2 separate regions of the Lactuca sativa genome follow, and region 2 is linked to region 1. The links are chromatin contacts, called in public Hi-C maps. All regions are on one chromosome and are shown on one strand. Each heading gives the region's core, a stretch centred on a gene start, on an enhancer-like site or on the middle of the called end of the contact. The rest is flanking DNA. Distances are from core to core; before and after follow the strand shown.

Evidence for each region. A called contact is a pair of places that touch in the nucleus more often than the background predicts.
Region 2: a Hi-C map of leaf shows a contact between it and region 1, with 5 times the contacts expected there. The contact joins the promoter of LOC111913697 here to the promoter of LOC111913707 in region 1. A contact is called at or near these places in 2 of 4 Hi-C or Micro-C datasets (both in leaf).

What each region holds. Positions count from the first base shown.
Region 1 is chr7:185,532,378-185,539,448 of Lsat_Salinas_v11, forward strand. LOC111913707 (TPR repeat-containing thioredoxin TTL1) reads right to left here and starts at 3,833. Exons shown (of 7, transcript XM_023909419.3): 1 at 2,557-3,833; 2 at 2,117-2,312; 3 at 1,848-2,035; 4 at 1,363-1,696; 5 at 722-926; 6 at 534-640; 7 at 1-379. The coding sequence starts at 3,482. The coding sequence ends at 227. LOC111915148 (small nucleolar RNA snoR104) reads right to left here and starts at 1,299; the gene lies at 1,180-1,299.
Region 2 is chr7:185,857,083-185,864,153 of Lsat_Salinas_v11, forward strand. It overlaps LOC111913697, which reads left to right and starts at 3,971. Exons shown (of 6, transcript XM_023909415.3): 1 at 3,971-4,236; 2 at 4,363-4,642; 3 at 4,760-4,904; 4 at 4,973-5,082; 5 at 5,171-5,582; 6 at 5,663-6,063. The coding sequence starts at 4,388. The coding sequence ends at 5,919.

The DNA of each region.
Region 1 (7,071 bases), core at 2,583-5,082:
TATGATAAATTTACTAATCTAACCCTCTCTGGTTCCCACTTACATTTTTGACTTTCAACTTGAGCTCTTAATGATATGAAATTATTGTGGTTTTAATGTAGTAGTGAAGAAGATGAAGCTGTAGCAATAGATGTAAACCGGGGGTGTATGATGAGAAGGAAATTACCATTCTGCCCTTCATCACACTCAAAAGTGGGGTTTAAATGGAAAATTACCATTTTGCCCTTCAGAAGCTGTAATGGCGGACAGAGGATTCCAGCACTTCTCGACAAGGGCATACCATTTCCTTCACACGGTTACCTTTTTTGTAAATCTTGATTGTTGGCACAATTCTGACATTCTCAACGCTTGCAATTTCAGGGCTTTCTTCAATATCAACCTTTCATTAAAAAAGAAAAATTATTTAACAAATGTATACATGCTTTTTTCCCTATTATAAAAATCAAAACTTTTTTATAAACCCATGATTTTTTCCCTTTTGGGTGTTTGAATATAGTACAAGAAACGTATAAAGATAGTAACAATTGTTGTACCTTGAGAAAATTTATAGAAGGATATTTGGCACATAATGTATCAAGAAAAGGAGATATTTGCTTGCATTGAAGATCAGATGTTGTTCTAAAAAGAACAACAGATGCTCCTGCATTTCAAATTTTACAAAAAGTTAAAAACTTTAGCAAGAAACGAAGGGCGTTTTGGGAAAAATAAAGAACAAACAAACCAGTTGAAGCAATTGCAGCTTTGAACTGTTCAAGACCGGTTATTAATTCAACTTCACCACCAAATTTCATATTATAAACTTCTTCCCCAAGTGACTTTTTTAATGCCACTTGGGCATGAAATAAAGATTCTGCTATATCATTATTATTTGGAAGCTCTCTTCTCAAAACTTCATAATCTCTCACTGATTCGCTCCACCTTTCAAGCTGCAATTTAGAAAAAGAAAACATATTTCAAAATTTTGATCAAAAAAGCAAATACCCTTTTGTTTCTTTAGCAAAATGACAATATGTAACAAATAATGTACAATGTCTATATTGGTAGCAAAATGTAAAACTGTAAGAATGCTGTTTCAGTGTTACTTGTTATTATAAGTAAAAGTTAAACATATTGCTATTATCGATAAAAGAATGTAAGTATGATTTTTTTCCTTTCTATATATAGAAATTGGTTTGTTAATATGTAACTCATAGTTAAGAGGCTTGTGAACATGGCTTGAGTTCAACAAAAAGGAAAGTTGAGATTATATTGTTGTAGGAAGGGTATATCAGGCAACATAAATGACTTTGAATGCTCCCCTTCTTTACTTCCAATTTCACTATCTTTATTATAAAGAGTAAAAACAAGAATCACTATATATACCTTGCTATATGTAGCAGCTCTTCGAAGAAGGGCTTTTGTGTAATTTGGATGAATGAGAAGTGCTTGATTGCAATCATCAAGAGATCTTTCAAACAACCCGAGTTTAAACCAACATGCTGCTCGATTACAGTAAAGAATTGGATTTGAAGGATCAAATCTAAGCCCTTCACCATAAGCTGAACAAGCTTCTGTGAATCTTTCTGACTTAAAAAGATCATTCCCACGTGTTCTTGCTCTTGATAATGACCTTATATTTTGAAGCAAAACAGCAATCTCAACGTTTCTTGGATCAATTTGTCCTGATTTCTCAATAGAAGTAACCGCATTCTCAAATCTTTATGAAAAAAAACAAAAAAAATGTCATTTTGAATCATCTCCCATGTGGGAAATCGTTTGAATACTAGATATATAAAGAACAAACAGTAAAAGTAAATACTAAAACGATTGATGCAAACACAAAAAGAAAAACAAAAAGAAAAACTCACCTTCCAAAAGACATGTCGATTTGAGCACGAACAAAAAAGAGATATGCTTCTGAAAGCATTCCAAAAAACTTTGCTTGTGAACATGAAGCGCTATTAGATGCTTCGAATTTAGGCATGTTTAAAATGGTTGCTTCTGCATTATCTAATTGACGAAGCTTCAATAGTGCTTCAGCTTTGCACGCAAATAGCTAAAAGGTTTGATAACAACATATTCAGTTTCTTAATTTTTCATTATAATAATGATAATGATTCGATAATCAACTGTTTACCTGAGGACACGTGTCTGCTCCAGATGAGATTGCAGCGTCACTTTCACGTAACACACCAACCCAGTCCCGGACTCTTCTACAGTCGGTGCATTTGCTCAAGTGTTTTTCCACAAGTTGTAATTTTTGGAGCTCTTTCGGGTCGGGTTGGTACCCGGGAAAATAAAGGTGTGCCCTTGCATTTTCAACCTGTCCTAAACTGCCATTGGTTACATGAGATTAGATGAATAACCTAATGAAAAATGATGAGTCATGATTATGGGTAAATGAAGAAGTAAAACACAAGAATGGGAAATGATGATTGGAATTTGGAACATAGTTCGTAAAATCAAATGTCAACGAGATGAATTAGATCTGAGAAATGGGTTTGGGTGAAATTTCAAGATTTGTTGAAAAGGGTATAGTGAAAAAGAGGAAAAGATTTGAACTTTTATTGAACTCACCTAATAAGAAGAGATCCTAAGCGATGGTGAGCTCTCACATATCCAGAATCCAATTTAATGGCTTCGTCGCATTCTTTGACTGCTTCGGTCAACCTTTTCAGACACATCAATGCGGCTGCTCGGTTGCAGTGATAGGCTGCATTCGCCGGCGATTGAGCAATTGCTCGCTCGTAGAAACTCAATGCCTCTAAAAAGTGACCCTTTTTGTACTCTTCGTTTCCTAGTCTTTTCAAATCTTCCGGATCCATTGATGATCTCTTTGAAAAGGGTGAATTTGAAACGCCGGAAACAGGGGTTTCTGGTTTACCGCCGGAGACGGTGGATTTGATGGTGGGACTGGAACTGGAACCGGAACCGGAACCCAAACCTCCCCGCATTATGCTGCCATGGCCGTAATTACCGGTGCCTAGACTTAACACATCGGGTTTAGAGGTTCGACTTGTCATCATCCCCGTTTTGAGAACCCTCCCGGAAGGGCATATATTTCCTGTAGGAAGTACATTGACAGGCGGAGATGTAGCGGAACTTCCACCGGTAAAAATTGATGGGTGGCCGCCGCTGACGCTACCGGATTCCGACCGAGTGTGACCCGATTTAACACCTCTAGCCCCACCAACGGAAAATGTCGGTGAACTGTCGACCGACAACTCACCGGAATGGTTATTGGGAGTCCCACTGGAGTCTGACTTTCTAGTACCGGAACCAACCTGGAGTCCATTTCCAGTCCGACCCGAAACCGATCCGGATGAGCTAGAGCTGCTACTAACCGCTGGCCCATCTCGTAAAGGCGAAATGGGCGAACCCAAATCAAGTTCTCGGAAGTCTGGTTTATTGGTGTTATCGCCGCCGCAAGTGACCGTCTTCCGGAGGCGATCGGAGAGTGTATCAAACCCTAACCCCGAATCCGGCTTCCGTGAATGCGACATTCCCGAAAAACTTCAGAAAAAAAATACCCTTCACCAACAGAGAGATAAAGCTTCAAACTTTCTCTCTCCCCACACAATCTTTTCTACTGATGTTACCAATGGCTGTGGTTGAAACTAAAATACAACCACCGACGAATTACAACACAGAGAAACATAGAACACAAGAAGGAAAGAAAAAGAAAGAAAAAGATGGGGATCTCGTGATTTAAAGGGGAAGCAAAGAATGAATGTGAAATGGTTGAAGATAGAGAGAGAAAGAAAGAGAAGGGTTTCACAGAGAGAGAGGAAAGAGAAGAGAAGGAGATGATGGATTTTTTATATTATTTTCAGATTTTTTTTTTTGTTTTTTTTTTTTTTTTTTGTAATTTAATTATTTCCCCTTCTTGCCTGCTGCTTCACGAGCTAGAGGTTACCCTCTTTAAATACTCTCTATTTTTTGTAGTATTTTATTATTATTATTTTGGTTTTCTTGATCTATGCTATCTCTTCTATTTATAATAATGAAATACCTAAACCCCATTAAATGTTGCTCGATATCTAATCAATCACTTTTTATTATATATTGTTTCCATTTTTTTATTTTTTCAATAATTTAAATGAAATTCTAGTGGATGAAAAGGGTACCCACAAATTAAAAAGGAGAAAATTTTAGTTAAAACGAATTAAATGGGCAAAGTATTTTGAAGGTCAAACAAGAAAGATGTGACAAATAACGTGTGAAAAGTTTTAGTCTAATAAATTTTGAAATGGGTACGATGTACAATGAGTTATTAATGAAATACAATGAATTGTATGTGTATTTGATAAGTAGTAGTATATAACTATATATAAATGATTATTTGCTTATGAGGTCAATGTGACATCCGAAACTTTAAACATATTATTCCATCATATAATAAGTTTATGGTATAAATGATATAAAATGAGATAACTTGCGTAACCATGTGCCTTTTGAAAGTCAAAAGGAGACCATAAAGAAACTAACAAACTCATGGGAACTCTTACCAAACTTTCTAACAGCAACCCGATAATAAATCGTTGTTATCTAGTAAATGCAATATAAGCATTTTGCGTGTAGGCTTAAAGTTTTTATAGGTTTAAGGATATATGCTTTTATATTGTACATTGGTACAAATATACATGCTATGTTGATATCATTGATCTCATGTTAGAAGTACATGTATAGTGATGAATAAGATTCAAAACTGCATATGCTAATATGCTTACCCCGAGTGAATTTTTTTGGGTGATTATTATAAAACTAAATTATTGAGGGTGATTACAGTAAAACTGACTAAGATCGTCAATTTTGGAAACCATTGATTTCTTCATTAATTTCGGATTCCTTTGACTTATTTCCAAAACAACCCATGATGGTCAACCGTAAAACAAAACCATACTTATCGTTTTCTTATATAAACGACTCTCCTCTTGAGGAGAAAGGACGACATTTTTAGCTCTTGTTTTCTTCATATGAACTCAAAATCTTCTAGCAATTTGGCTTACGTTTTCTTTGCCTAGATTCGTAAGTGTCCCATTGGGATTATCCTAGGTCGAGTTTCTTGTAACCCGGGTATAGGGTAGAAATATCAATTCGGAAAGTGTTTACACGATCCAAGGGATATCCAAATCTCCAATAAAACCCTACCCAATTTTCTAACAATCGAATTGATATAATTTGTTTTTGGAGATGGGTGAATCAATCCGCGAGATGACCACGAAGTTCACAAAACTAGAGAAGTTTGGAGGCGTTGATTTCAAGGGTTGGAAAAAGAAGATGCACTTCATGCTGACCACTCTTAAGGCAGCATATGTGTTGACTACTCCAAGACCACCTGAACCGAAGGAAGGTATTGATGAGACACTTGAAGAGACCATGAAGAGGCAAAAGTGGGACAACGATGACTACATCTGCAAAGGTCACATCTTGAACGGTATGTCTGATGCTCTATTTGATATACATGGTGAGCTTTAACTATTAAGGATTTGTGGGACACCCTTGAATTGAAATACATCACTAACTTTAATAACTTTAAGATAGTCGATTCAAGGTCTGTCACTGAACAATTCAATGAATTCTTTGGTATTTATGATCAATTTAAACTGCATAACATGAATATGGATGAATCCATTGTTGTGTCAAGTGTAATTGATAAACTTCCACCATCTTTGAAGGATTTAAAACATAACCTAAAACATCAAAATGAGGAGTTGTCATTGGTTCAACTTGCTAGTCATATTCGTATTGAAGAATCTCTTCATATGAAGGAAATTGACAAATCTGATAAAACCAAAGGGAAAGTTGAATCTGGACAACCCTCTATTCATATGGTTGAAAAAAAGCCAAGATCCCGAACCATAAAGGACATGGCAAACGTAAGCATGAACATGTCCCAAATAACTCCAACAAAAAGAAAAAAGGAACTGGTTTGTTGGAGGTGCAACAGGGTGGGGATTGCAAGTGTGATTGTTATGTGAACTTAGGCAACAATAGTAACAAGAATGGTGTTGGAAACAGTGGAGCCAATGGAAGTATGAATGTGTCGTCGAGCCAAGTTGAGGGAGGTAAGTTTTTTACTAACTTGGATAATTATAATTAGAATTATGTTTAATATGTTTCACTAATTCCTGAATCATTCTATGTACAAGATGATAATTATCACACCCCCGGACCAGACAGTGGAAACGTCCGGAGGCGGTAGACTTCATTGTGCAGTATCATAACAATTGAATATAAATGAAACAGAGCAATCCAAACATCATACATTGAGATAACCAACTTACATTGTTTACATATTGTATTTGTTCTTCGAGTTACACAAAAGATACATAAGTAAAAAAGGATCCAAACTACAGCTAAATGGTCTTGCATCAGCGTCCCTTGTTTTCTGCTTACTAGATCCCTGAGAATACAAGTCGTTTTGAAAAGCGTCAACTAAAAAGTTGGTGAGTTCATAAGTATTTTTGTATAAAATCGTTTACACTTGTTTAGAATCGTTCTCGTTGTACTTTCAGAAAATCATATATTTTCTATAAAATCATTTGAAGTCTTGCCTTGAAAATCATGGATGTATGTGTGCATGTCATTACTTTTGTTCATCCTTATAAGGAGTGATTTTGAAAAGTAGTGTGATTTGTAAAAGCGAGTTGTGTCCGAGAATAGTTCTTTTAAATAGTAGCAATCAACCGTTTCAAGAAAAATCCCTTACTTTCAAAGAGGAAATATGGTTGAAGATTATGTTCCTCTTATCGAGAAAAATTGAGTGTGTGCGTTCTAGTTTATCGTTATCGAAGTCGTAGAAAAATCGTTTTCTCCAGAAATTCCTATATTTTCTGCTATAAAATATTCGTAAGTTCTAGTTTATCATTATCGAAATCGTAGAAAAATTGTTTTCTCTAGAAAATCCTATATTTTATGCTATAAAATATTCATAAGTTCTAGTTTATCGTTATCGAAAGCGTACAAAATCGTTTTCCATAGAGTCCTACGCTTTTTACTTTGTAAAATAGTAGTATTTCGACTCTATGCTTGTTAGGAGAAAGAATCATCATGGCTATTGTGGACATTCTACGCGATGAAGAAGCACAG
Region 2 (7,071 bases), core at 2,721-5,220, 320 kb after region 1:
CAAAGTTGACTTTCTCAAGCCCTATGTAATCTCTTCTTCCTCGTCCTCACTTGAGAAAATAGTTGCTTCGCTTTCTTCACTCACAGGAGTAGCAGAAATACCTATATAGTTGAAGTCTTTATAAATATATGTTTTTTTAAATATAACAATAACGTTGTTGTTAAATTTGATATAATAATTCGTATACTAAATTGATATAATATATTGATTATTTTGAGTTATATGATAATATATATCTATTATAACTGCATAATTTCAATCGTTTGAATGACTTTCATCTGCATGTTATATATGAATAAAATTATATATAATATATGGTTTAATGTTATTATAGTTGTTGTTATTGTTAATTAATTTTTTAAAATTTATTTGCTTAATGTTTTAATTTCTATCATTATAATTATATAAAACATCAAACATTGTTTTTTGATTTTAAAGGTAACAATATAATCATTTATATAGAGTTATTTTTAACTATTGTTATTATAAGTTATTTTAAGGTATTTATTTGAAAACTTTTAACGATTATAAAAATATATTTAGGAAATATTTTAGTTAAATTGAGATTACAATTTAGTTTTTGCATTTATCATTACAGTAACTATTTACAAAATATTCTTTGGTTTTTTAAGTGGAACAGAAATTTATAATTAAGTTGACATTGTAATGTTATATTTAAATTAACAATTTAAGTATTTTGTCCAAACTGTTCAAAAGTTGTAGCTTTAAACTAATAATGATTTACATACAACAACATATTAAATCTAATAAATTAAGTATAATATGTTAAAATTTAAAGACATAACATTATAAGTAGAAGTAAAAATATTATTTTAAAATTGAAATTTATTATATTTATGATTACACTTTAGGTTTGGTATTTATTTAACCTTATTAACCAACTTATAATCATTATTAGAAAGACAATACAATTAATCATTTTTAACTATTAACAAAATATTCTTTGATTTGTTTAAATTAAACTAAAATTTATATTTAACTTGACCTTGTAATGTTACCTTTAAATTAATAATTTAAATATTTTATACAAATTGTTCCAAATTGTATCTTTAAAATGATAATTGTTTACATCCAACAATATATTGAAACTAATAAATTATTTATAATATGTTAAAAGTTAAAAAACATAACGTAGAAGTAAAGATATTCTTTTAATATTAAATTTTAGTTTATATATGATTACACTTTAAGTTTTGATATTTATTTAACCTTATTAACCAACTTATAATTATTATTAGAAAGAAATTAAAAAGTCATAGGAGTTTCAAATGAATGTGGTGAAAGAAAAAATGTTTCCTTTATAATATAGTATGATATGATATGATATGATATATATATATATATATATATATATATATATATATATATATATATATATATATTCTCTTCGCTCTATTCTAATTTAAAAAAAAATGTCCCATGGAATATGATACCTACGTCGGAGGAGCTCAAAGTTGAATATACAACGTACTCAGTTTTTGGAGGGCATCTCGATACCTTCTCCACCCTGACAGCAACCTCCACCCCAATAGGAATGAAGAGGTTAACAACATCCCGATTCTGGTAAACAAGCACTAAATCGACAAATATAAGAGTGATGATTCTTCATCCACAAGTGCATCGTCTTCACATAGCTCTCGTCACTTGTCGTCTTATACATATGACACGTCTGTCTCATATAATTTTAAAAATCAATCAAGCCCAATGAAAACGTTGTTGAGGGGATTTAAAAATTAGAAAATAATTGGTTTCATGGAGGATGATATTTGCCAACTTAAATACCCAAAAAAAATGTTGAAAATTTTGCTAAATCATATAACTACTAGACCAATACATCTCTACACTAATGAGACCTTCCTGAGACTTGTATTCTCACATGATCAATCAATTTGTATAAAACATAGACTCTCTCTTAGTGTATAAAGATATGATTTATGAGATCATCTGTGTGGTTGGTTGAATTCCACGGTAAGTTTATTATTATTTTATTCTTATTTTGTTATGTTGTTTATACTTTTCATTTGTTTTTTCATGAAATAATATTTTTTCCTGCATTATGTATCATTTAATTTATGGAAGTGTTTTACTTGTGGAAAGAATACTCGAAAATGTTCCATGGACAATCTCACAATCATATCGATCACAACTAGGGATGAGATTTAGAACCGGAAAACCAGAACCGGAACCGAAACCGGACCCGTTAGAACCGGGTCCGGTTCCGGGTTTAAAAATTGGCTTTATCCGGGTTCCGAGTAATCCGGGTTTGGGTCCATTGGGTCTGGGTAAACCGGGTCTAAAATTCGGAACCGGTTTTTGGAACCGGAACCACTTTTAGGGTCGGAACCACTTTTTGTGAAACGTTTACAAGATGGATATCTTATTCGTTTCAACTCCAATTGACATACGGTTTTTTCCAACATATAGTTTAGAGTTTGTACATGATTCTAGACTATAAATTTTTCATTTTTAGTTTTATATTCATTGACTTACAGTCCTCAAAAGTTGAGATACCAAAGCTGAAAGTTTTTAGTTTTTTAGTTTTTTTGTATTCAGTGAAAGTTTTAAAGCATGCATATCTAATTCGTTTGAAGTCGAATTGACATGTGGTTTTTTCCAACTTCTAGTTTACAGTTTGTACATGAGTTTAGACTATAATTTTGTCATTTTTGGTTTAACATTCAATGATTTACAGTCCTCCGAAGTCGGGATATCAAAACTGAAAATTTTCAACTTTTCAGCTATTTGTTTTTGTACTTTGTATTATGTGAAAATATTAACACAAGTATATCTCATTCGTTTAAATTCGGATTGACATGCGGGTTTTTCCAGAGTGTATTTTAGAGTTTATACATGATTTTAGACTCTAATTTTGTTAATTGTGGTTTCGTATTCAATAAGTTACAGCCCCCCAAAGTGGGGATATCAATATGAAAATTTTCAAAGTTCAACCCACTAAGTTGTAAGTAATTACCAAAAATTCCGGTTTTTTCGGGTTTTCCGGGTCTAAACCCACTTTATCTGGTTCCAACCTACCCACTTTGATGTTTCCGGGTTTTCCAGTTCTAGACCCACTTTACCCGGAACCGGTTCCTATATACCGGTCCGGTTTCCGGTTCTATAAAATCTCATTAACCGGTTTCGGGTTTTCCGGGTCCGGGTCCATCGGGTCCGGGTTTGGACCCACTTTCATCCCTAATCACAACAATGCCAATTTATAGGGATAAAGATTGGGTCCGATTTGCTATAGGGACCGATAGACTGTTTGGTGGCTAGTAGGGATGAGCAAAAGGACCGAACCGGCCCGGAACCGGGAACCGGCTTCGGCCAAAATCAAGAACCGAACTGGCCTGACGGTTCTACCAGTTCCGAGTTCCTACCGGTTCTTGTCGTGTCTTCAAATGTTGGAACCGGTCCTCGAAAAATAGCATCATACGGTTCCGGTTTTTGCCGGTTCTACTGGTTTCGGTTATATCGGTTCCGGTTCCTACCGGTTTCCAGTTCCAAAAATCCATAAAAATAACGTCCCGGTCCCGGCCCGACCGGTTCCATCGGGTTCCGGTTCCGGTACCGATTCCGGTCGGTTTCCCGGTCCATATGCTCATCCCTAGTGGCTAGTTCAACTAGTTACTATATTTTTATTACCTTTTTAATTTATTTGTTTCTTTCTTTATTAATTAAAAGTTCCACATTTTCGTTTTTACATATTTATTTTCTCATGTTTTGGGGATTTTTTGGTTTTACAATTTATTAGTTAAATGAACTATTTTTTTTGGTTTTGTGGTCTTAAATGTTTAATTTTGGGAATGGCCTTTTTCATTTTTAGAAATTTATTTTTATCTTATATTTAATTAACCAAATTACATAATGAATAAATTTTCAAGAAAAAAACTGACCGTCGCTATTATATTATCAAACCGTCGGGAGTGTGTCGACGACGGCGTGCGATACGTGTTTGCTGCTCCCAGGTTGTGAAGCGTCATCCAGACCCTTTCCAGCCAAACCCTACTACTTTGAATAATAGAATAACCTCATTCGTAGGGCATCATCACTCCCCCCTTTCTCTCTCTCACGATCTTCCCTTTTCTTAATTCTTTATGGTTTTTGATTCACAATCGGCTAATCCATTACTTCGATTGCCTATCGATCGACCAAAAACCACTGATTAGTTTCGAACCATTCAATACCCAAAATATTTTACATTTCTTCGATTTCCAGGTACGCGATCCAACGCGATTGTCTCTCTCGATGTGATAAACTTGTTTAGAGTTTCTATGTTTGAGCAAGTGTAGCTGTTTGATATTCTGATCTGGATCTGTTCTTGCCATTTTCGTTTTGTTTTAGTTCCGATTTGTCTGGATAAACCCTAATGGCCGACGAGAAAGAGGTGAAGGAAGTGGTTGGAGAGAAGACCGATGATAAGAATAAGAGCAAGAGCAAGAAGAAGACCGGAATTCTCTCTCGAATTTGGAATACAGTGTTTAGGTCACGAAGCGATGATTTTGAGAAGAGACTGCAGTATATATCTAAAGAAGAGGCTACGCTTCTTTCGCGAATGAAGAGGCGAGCTCTGAGATGGAGGCGAACAGCCAGGAACATAATCATCTTCTCTGTTATCCTTGAGGTAATTCCTTTACTCATTACCATAAACCCTAGCTTGTATCGATGCCTGATCTCTTGCTCGATTGCCATAATCTAAGAGTTATCTGTCGAAATTGAAATTCTATTTGTTCTGGCACAGTTTGTTGCAATTGGTTATGCTATCATGACAACAAGAACAGTAAACATGGACTGGAGAACGAGATCATTGCGAGTCTTACCGATGTTTCTTCTTCCTGCTATATCATTCGCTCTGCATTATGGACTTTTGAGCTTCACTAGATTTGGTAAAGTCTACATACTTGTCATCCATCCCTACAAACCCCAAAGTCTTATCTTCTCCCTTGATTTACAGGTGATCGAAGGGATCAGAAAGCATTAGAGAGGCTTCGAGCTGAAAGGCAAGCAAAAATCGATGAACTTAAAGAAAGGACTAATTACTACATTACTCAACAACTCATTCAGGTACTACACTGTACACATCTTCTTCTACCTCTCCTCCTATAGAAACATGTTCTTGTTTCTCATCTTCAAATTTCAACCCGTGTTGCAGAAATATGATCCTGATCCAGCAGCAAAAGCAGCAGCTGCATCTGTTCTTGCATCAAAACTGGGTGCAGATTCAGGCCTGAAAATGTTTCTTGGAGACGAATCACAACCAAATCCGTATGCCACAAAGAAGAACAACGAGGTTGAGGTACATCAAACTACTGGTCTCAGGAAACGAAATCAATCAAACCTTAAATCTCAAGGAAGCAATACAGTAAATCAGCAATCAGAAACAGAAATTGGAGATGGGGTTTCTGAGAGATCTTCACATGGTGATCTTGTTGTTGATCATCACGATCCTGCAACTTTAGGTGGTCAAGATGGTGGTTGGATTGCTCGAATTGCTGCAATGCTTGTGGGAGAAGACCCAACTCAATCATATGCACTTATATGCGGGAATTGTCATATGCATAATGGTGAGTAAATGAAAATCCCCATCTTAATATTAATGAATTAATATTCAAAATGTAATATTGAGTTGTGTATATGTTAACAGGACTTGTGAGAAAGGAGGAATTCCCTTTTATTACTTACTATTGTCCCCATTGTCATGCCTTGAATAAACCAAAGAATTCAGGAGTTTCTTCTGAAACAACCATGTCCCCTGTTTTGGGACCTTCAAGAACAGTAAGTGCAGATGTTAAATTGATTGAAGAAAATAATGAAAAAGTAGTACCTGGTGAGATTATCAGCCACGTGGCAGGTGATGTGGAGGAGAAAGAAGGGAGTGAGAAAATAGTGGGAGATGAGTGATGGATTTTTTTTTTTTTGTGGTTTGTTGTTTTGTTGTGTAAGAGGATGAATTTTGAGGTGTTAATATACACATAGGAACCACTATCTTGTTGGATGATCTATTATTGTTTGCAGATGTATAATAATAATACATCATTTTCTGCTTTTTTTTTTTTTTTTTTTTTAAATTTGTTATTGGTTTGGTGAACTAAGATCTGTACTGATTGAAATGAAATACAACAATTAAAGATGTGTTTTGTTCGTGGATTCTGATGGAATCTGACTAAATTGGAATCTGAGATTCCATTCCATATGTTGCCAAATAGATAGAGTTAAATTTTGTTTTTGATGGATTAATTATTCTTATGGGATGGACGGAATTTTGTTCTATCATTAAAACACCAAAAAGATACTATCATTATATATAAATATTTAAAAATATGTAATTTTGTTACTGAATTCAATTCTGTATGGAATCCGACAGATTTGGAATTTGAGATTACATTCCTTCCGTAGGTTGCCAAATGGACAAAATTAAATTTCAAACTCCGTGTTAATGGATTTCATCATTGCTATGGGAGGGTCGATGGAATTCAATTCCATCTTCTATTTTTTCTTTTTATTAAAAAACAAAAATATTTTTTCTTTTTATTAAAAAACAAAAATATTTTTTCTTTTTATTAAAAAACAAAAATACCTTCATTGTACATATATTTAGAATAGGGAGAAGTCCATAAAGATTCTTTTATGTTTTGACCTCATAATTGATTTAATATTTATATGATTTTTTTATTCAATTAAGTCTCAAAAATCGGTAATTGTATTCATTTTGACATTTTTACCCGAACAACAGATCATCTCATTTTCTAAATTACAGTTTTGGACCAGGTTTAAAATTTATTACAAATTTGGTTTAAAATTTACATTTTTTGTCCATATTTTAAAATTTTGCTACGAGTTCATCATAAATTTACTTTTCTACATCTTTTTTTTTTCAAAATAAAAAATTCAAAGATGTTATTTTTTTGTTATATAAAATCATATTTATACAAAAAATATATATAAAATAATAATTGCTTAGGGTTATTATTTGTTTGTAACAGGGGATAATGACTTAAAAGTGTAATATATTTTTCAATTTGTACACATTTGGTCACGGAGTTTTTTTCGTCC